Regions from separate parts of the Macaca mulatta genome. Here region 1 is linked to region 2. The links are chromatin contacts, called in public Hi-C maps. All regions are on one chromosome and are shown on one strand. Each heading gives the region's core, a stretch centred on a gene start, on an enhancer-like site or on the middle of the called end of the contact. The rest is flanking DNA. Distances are from core to core; before and after follow the strand shown. Region 1 holds the start of GIGYF1 (GRB10 interacting GYF protein 1). Region 2 holds the start of MOSPD3 (motile sperm domain containing 3).

Region 1 (3,277 bases), core at 743-3,242, 83 kb after region 2:
CGCTTGGCAACTGCCTACAAGTTAACAGTTTTTAAGCATTTTCACTCTTTACCTCCTGTGATCCCTTTTGCCCACTTGCCCAGCCATGGGCTCCAGCCAGGGAAAACAAGGAGGAAGCTGCTCCGACAGTGTGCCCCGACATCCTCGACACTCTATGCAATACTGGAGGTGTGCACGGTGGCAGTAATGACCATCCCAAACTCTCAAGCGTTACTCTGTGAGTTTGAAGCCATTTCACATTTGTTAGATTTTCAACCTCCTTCATCTAGCCGCCTCCTCTCATCTTCTCTCCTCTATAGTGGGCTATTTTTCTTTTTTAATTCCCAAATTCTAATAGCACATGTAAAAGTTAGGGCTAACGCATCAGATCACGGACACAAGACTGATGTGTCCAACAGGAGAACAAGCTAGTTCATAAGTTTAAGCACATGGTCCACTTGACTAACCACCCCATGGGACCCTCAGGGCCCCTGGTTCCCAGGCAATGGCAGGGACACCAAGTCCAGGTCTACCCCCAAATCCTTCCCAATGACACGAAAGACCGCTGGGGTACCAAGACCTACAATCTAAGAAAATCAGATTAGAGCTGGCTAGCCTGGTGGAGGGTGGCTAGCCTAAGTCTGCAAAGGGCACAGGAAAGATGGGAAGGAGAAAGAACCCCAAATCCCCCATGTCGACAGCAAAGAAGAGACCCTTACTGGTACCACCGATGGTGTTTCCATGCCAAAGGCCAGGGGTTGGCGGGGTTCTAAATCGAAACTGCTATATGGACTCGAAGGGGCAGTGCAAAGAGGATGGGAAAGCTGACGATCTTCCAGAACAACACTTTGAAAGGCAAGAGGGAAGTAAGGCTTGGGTGATTGGAAAAAAAAAAAAATTCAATCCAACTAACAAGTCTTTATGTAGCATCTCCCAGTTCCTGGCACTAGGATACAACAGACCTAGAGTCTCACCGGGAAAGCGAGTAATGACTGTGTAACAGAGGAGACAAACAAGGGGCTCTTAAAAAGTTACTTGGAAATTTTTTTTTTTTAAGGCAAGGTGTGAGAGCTGTGGCCAGGGAGCTGCTGCACCGAGGGTCATGAGCTGGGAAGGGCCTGGCCTGGGACGGGGAGGGAAAGCAGTCTCTACTATGGAAGGTGTTTCCCGCGGTTGTGCAACTGGGAAGGAGACCCCAATGACCCAGCACTAAGATCGCCGGAGCGAAAGGAAACGGAGGTGAGGAGGACTCAGGCGAGGTGCCTGGGTGGAGGAGAAGGCTTCCATGTTGGCCAAAGTCGTGGAAAGCTTGGACTTGGGGAACTGCAAGGCCCAGCTCCTTCCGAGGGGAACCCAAAGGCGCGCTGGGGAGAACTCCGGGGAGCGCGGGGCCCGGACACCTTAGGACGCTAGGGTCGGGGGCCCCCAGGCGGCCCACAGCAGGGCTTGGCAGAGGCCCGGGGGCGACCGTTAGGAGCGCGGGGGTGGAAGGCGGCGGGCCGGCCCGGGAGGACGGCGTGCCCTTCAGGGAGGGGCGCCAGGTGCGCGGGGGTCGAGCGGTCGCCCCCCAAGCCGGGCGCCGGCCTCCTGGGGCCTCCCCGAGGCTGGCCGGCTCTGGGGGAGGGTCCCGGCGGCGGGGAGGGGCCGGAGCGGGCGGGAGGGCGGGCGGACGCACCGGGCGGCGGCGGCGGCGGCCTCGGGGAGGAGACGGGGGAGGGTCCTCGTCGGCGGCCCGCGCGCTGGCTCCAGCGCTTCGCTAGCTCGCGGGCTCGGCGCGGCCGCCGCGGCGTCGGGGGCGGGCCTGCCCCGGGGCCGGGCTGTGAGCTGGGGGCCGCGGGAACGCCGGGCGCTTACCGCGGGCGGCGCAAGGGTCCGGTCCGGGGCGTGGGCGGCGCGCGGCGGGCTGGGGCCGGGGACGGCGGCGGCGACGGGGGAGGGGACGCTGGCGCTCCCGCGGCGGCCGCTCCTCTGTGTTTGTGTTTGTAGCAAGATGGCTGCCCGCCTCGCACCACGTGACGCGGACGCGGGGCCGCGGGGCCGCCCCCTCCTCCGCCGCCGCCGCCGCCGCCGCCTCCCTCCGCGGCTCCGGCCTGCGCCGCCTCTCCTCGTGCGCTCCTCGCGTGCCCCGCGCGCCGCTGTCCGGACGCCAGTCGCCCCCGACGGCCCCCACCTTCCCGCCCCGGCACGTGACCCGGGCGCCCGGCTGGTCACGTGACGTGGGCCCCTAACTGCGGGCGGGGTCGGCCCCGGAGCGGCCCCTTCTCCCCCACCTCCTCCGACCCTGCGACGCGCGACCCTTGGAACCGAGGCCGCGGCCTCCCTGGCGGTCCAGTTTCCTCCAGGAAGCCCACCTGGATGACAGGAGACAATAAAATCCAGAACCCTTCATCAGGCGTCCTGGGATGTGTGAAATAAGTGGCTCAGGCAGATGAGTTGACTCTCAAGAGCCTCTTTTATTTTTTTTTCTTATTATTTATTTAATTATTGAGACAGCGTGTGGCTCTGTCGCCCAGGTTGGAGTGCAGTGGCGCGATCTCAGCTCACTGCAACCTCCACCTCCCGGGTTCAAGTGATTCTCGTGCCTCGGCCTCCCGAGTAGCTAGGATTACAGGCACACACCACCAAGTTCGGCTAAATTTTTGTATTTTTAGTAGTGAAGGGGTTCGCCATGTTGGCCAGGCTGGTCTAGAACTCCTGACCTCAAGTGATCTGCCTGCCTCGCCCTCCCAAAGTGCTGGGATTACAGGCGTGAGCCACCGCGCCCGGCCTCTGTATATTTATTTTTTTGAAGCAGGGTCTCACTCTGTCACCCAGGCTGCAGTGCACTAACCCGATCTCGGCTTACCGCAACCTCCAACTGCCATGTCTCAAGCGATCCTCACATCTCAGCCCCCGGAATTGATGGGACTATAGGTGTGCATCATTGTGCCCAGATAACTTTTTTATTCTCTGTAAAGATGGGGGCAGGTGGCGTGTCTCACAACATTGCCCAGGCTGGTCTTGAACTCCTGGCCTCAAGGGATCCTCCTGCCACAGGCTCTTGAATAGCTAGGACTACATCCGTGTGCCACCACACCCAACTAATTTTTAAAGTTTCTTGTTTGTGTGTTTTCCAAGACAGAGTCTTGCTGTCACCCAGGCTGGAGTGCAGTGTCGCGATCACAGTTCACTGCATCCTCTTGCCCCCTGGGCTCAAGCAATCCTCATGCCTCAAGTGCCCTGAGTAGCCAGGACTACCAGGGCACACCACCACACCCAGCTAACTTTTTTTTTTTTTTTTTTTTTTTTTTGTAGAGAC
Region 2 (3,297 bases), core at 716-3,215:
CTATCTCGGCTCACTGCAACCTCCACCTCCCGAATTCGAACGATTCTCCTGCCTCAGCCTCCTGAGTAGCTGGGACTACAGGTACATGCCACCACGCCCGGCTAATTTTGTATTTTTAGTAGAGACGGGGTTTTACTATGTTGGTCAGGCTGATCTCGAATTCCTGACCTCGTGATCCGCCTGCCTTGGCCTCCCAAAGTGCTGGAATTACAGGCATGAGCCACCACACCCGGCCTTGTGGTCCATTTCTAGTACACTTCTGTTTTAGGCCTTTGCTGTTTCCTCTATCCAGAATTCTCTGCCATAGATATATCTCATGGCTCACTTCCTAAATCCAGTCAGATCTCTGCTCAAAGTTCATCCTAGTCACTCATTCATTTGTTCATTCCAAATAGCAGGCACTGTCATAAGTGCTAAAGATACAACAGAAAACTAAACAAAGTCCCTGCTCTTGTGGAAAGGGAAGAACATTCTACTGGAGGAGAAACAATAAAATAGGAGGTCATGTATCACTATAAGTGCTCTTAAAAAAAAAAAAAAAACAAATGAAATTAGCCAGGTGTGGAGGCACACGCCTGTAGTCCCAGCTACTCAGAAGGCTGAGGCGGGAGGATCGGTTGAGCCCAACCAAGCAGGTGGAGACTGCAGGGAGCTATGATTGCACCACTGCCCTCCAGCCTGGGTGACAGAGCAAGACTGTCTCAAAAAAAGAAAGAAAGAAAGAAAGAAAATGTAAAAGAGAACATGGGAATTCTACATAACATGTTCAGAGGAGACTTTCCGTTAAGATCAATTTTGTCTTTGTTCCACCGCTAACTGGGTGCCCCGAGAGACTCAGATTCTTCACCTTATCCAGGCTGTAAAAGGAGTTGAAGATTCGATGCAATTAAAGTGGAAGGTTTAGCAAATCCTTTTTAAAAATACATAATTACTCGAACAACATGGGTTTGAAATTAGCAAATCTTAATTCCCCGTGCAAATGTGAGTGATTTCCCACGTCCCTTACAGGAAGGTGAGAAACAGGAGGTGAGACTCAGGCTGGAGTCCCAGATGGGAGGAGCCTCCAACCAGTCCCATAGAAAACAGACTTTGGGCCTGGGGGAGGGACAGTGGCTCTCATGCACTTTGGGAGGCTTAAGTGGGAGGATCGCTTGGGCCCAGGAGTTCGAGACCTGCCTGCACAACATAGCCAGATCGTCTCTACAAAAAATTACAAAAATTACCCGGGTGTGGTGGTGCGCACCTGTAATCCCACCTACTCGGAGGCTGGGGCAGGAGAATCCCTTGAACCCAGGAGTTGGAGGCTGCAGTGAGCAATGATCGCACCACTGCACTCAAGCCTGGGCGACAGAGAGGCCGGGCACGGTGGCTCATGCCTGTAATCGCAGCACTTTGAGAGACTGAGGCGAGTGGATCGCCTGAGGTCAGGAGTTCGAGACCAGCCTGACCAACATGGTGAAACCCTGTCTCTACTAAAAATACAAAGAATTACCCGGGCGTGGTGGCACACGCCTATAATCCCAGCTACTCTGGAGGCTGGGACAGGAGAATCGCTTGAACCCTGGAGGCGATGGTTGCAGTGAGCCGAGATTGCACTCTAGCCTGGGCGACAGCGCGAGACTTCGCCTCAAAAAAAAAAGGCAAAAAAGAAAACAGGCTTGGTTCCTGCAGAGGCTTCCAAGGGAGCCTGGAATTGAAGAGGAGGAAAAAGGCTTCCCGGTGGGAGATTGACTTGGACCGTCTCAAGAATAGGGAGGAAGAAAAAAAGCCCAACTCGAAACCCCGCCCCCGGTTCCCTGAGTTACTTCAGGACCAGGAAAACTGTTACGTCACCGGAATCTAGCCAATCGCAGACGACAGAAGGAGGGCGTTCTGTTTGGTCTTTCAGCACACCAATCGGCGTACAGTTACGGCAGAAACAAAGACGCCCTGGCCAATGACAGAGGCCGTACGGCGGAAGTATACAAAAGGACTCCCGGGAACATGGCATCATTAGTCTGACCACAAGCTGACTGTCAGGTGCTTTGATCACAAGGCAGGCATCCTAGCGCAAGCCGCCGTTTTGAGGCAGAAGCCCGACGGGGCCCGTGTCCGAGATTAGGGAGGGGCCGGAAACGCAAACACAGGTCTCCCAGGAAGCAGGAGGCGTCACAGGTAGCTCCGCGGGCGGCCGCTGCAGCCCGCGGAGTTTGGCCAGAGAGAGGAGGAGGGCGTCCGGAAACGCCCGGAAGGGGCGAGGCCAGCGGCGGGGCGGGGCTTATGGAGATCGCTAGCTGGGCCTGAGGAGAAGACCGGGTTGGGAGCTGCGAGGGGCCGGGTTTAGCGGGGTGGGCGTGGCCGTCGAGGTGGGGCTTGGCGGGTCCGAAGGAACCTGGGGCAGAGCTGGAAGAGGGAAGGTCTTGGGGGCCCTAGGCCTGGGTCTGCGGGAGTCCCATCTAGCGGGATTCCGAGGCGGCGGCGGCGTCAGTCCAGGCCCTGGCCCGGGAGCTCATCTTGTCCCCTTTCGCCCCTCACGCCCCCCAGCTCTCGACTCTAGGCCCTGTCCCCTGAGCTCTGCCCTCGGATGTCCGACCGCCCGGAGCCTGCATGCGCCGTGGGGCGCCCCAGGACCAGGAGCTGGTGGGTCCGGGGCCCCCTGGGCGGGGGTCCCGGGGCGCCCCTCCTCCCTTGGGACCCGTTGTCCCGGTTCTGGTCTTTCCCCCGGATCTAGTATTCAGGGCGGACCAGCGGAGCGGACCCCGACAGCTGCTGACCCTCTATAACCCCACAGGAACTGCGCTTCGATTCCGAGGTAAAGGGATCGGCGCCTCGTGCAAGGGATCTGGGGGCTGGTGGCCGGGCACTGGGGGGCTGTGTTGGCTGGAGGAGTCAGATGGGTAGGGTTGGACGTCCAGCTTTGGTGGACTGGGAAAGTCATGTCCAGCCTGCCGGGCAGAAGGCAGAGGGGACTCAAATGACCCACATGGCAGGGCTTGTCTGTGTGTGTCTCTGTCCCCCAGTCCTGTGCACAGCACCTGCCAAATACACGGTGTTTGACGCAGAGGGATATGTGAAGCCTCAGTCTTGCATTGACATGTGAGTGAGCTGGGAGGGTGGGGAGGCTTATGGAAGCCAGAGGTCGCTGCCACCTGTTGTCTGAGGTCTGAGACCTTGCCCTCTTTCACCTGTTTGCCCTACCCTCTGTCTGTGCCCCTAAAGGAGAGACTTCTGGGGGGGAGGCTCAGATTTCCTAGGATTACTGCCTCTCACTCGTTTCACCCCAATGGGCTTCTCTCCTACCTTGGGACCAGTGTGATT

What was found. Hi-C and Micro-C count contacts between places; a contact is called where the count stands out from the background.
Region 1: a contact with region 2 is called in a Hi-C map of liver, with 2.9 times the contacts expected there. The contact joins the promoter of GIGYF1 here to the promoter of MOSPD3 in region 2. A contact is called at or near these places in 2 of 14 Hi-C or Micro-C datasets (blood and liver).

Annotation. Positions count from the first base shown.
Region 1 is chr3:47,900,985-47,904,261 of T2T-MMU8v2.0, forward strand. GIGYF1 (GRB10 interacting GYF protein 1) reads right to left here and starts at 1,993. Exons shown (of 26, transcript XM_077996416.1): 1 at 1,834-1,993.
Region 2 is chr3:47,818,189-47,821,485 of T2T-MMU8v2.0, forward strand. It overlaps MOSPD3 (motile sperm domain containing 3), which reads left to right and starts at 1,966. Exons shown (of 6, transcript XM_077996398.1): 1 at 1,966-2,019; 2 at 2,524-2,791; 3 at 3,000-3,075; 4 at 3,291-3,297. The coding sequence starts at 2,587.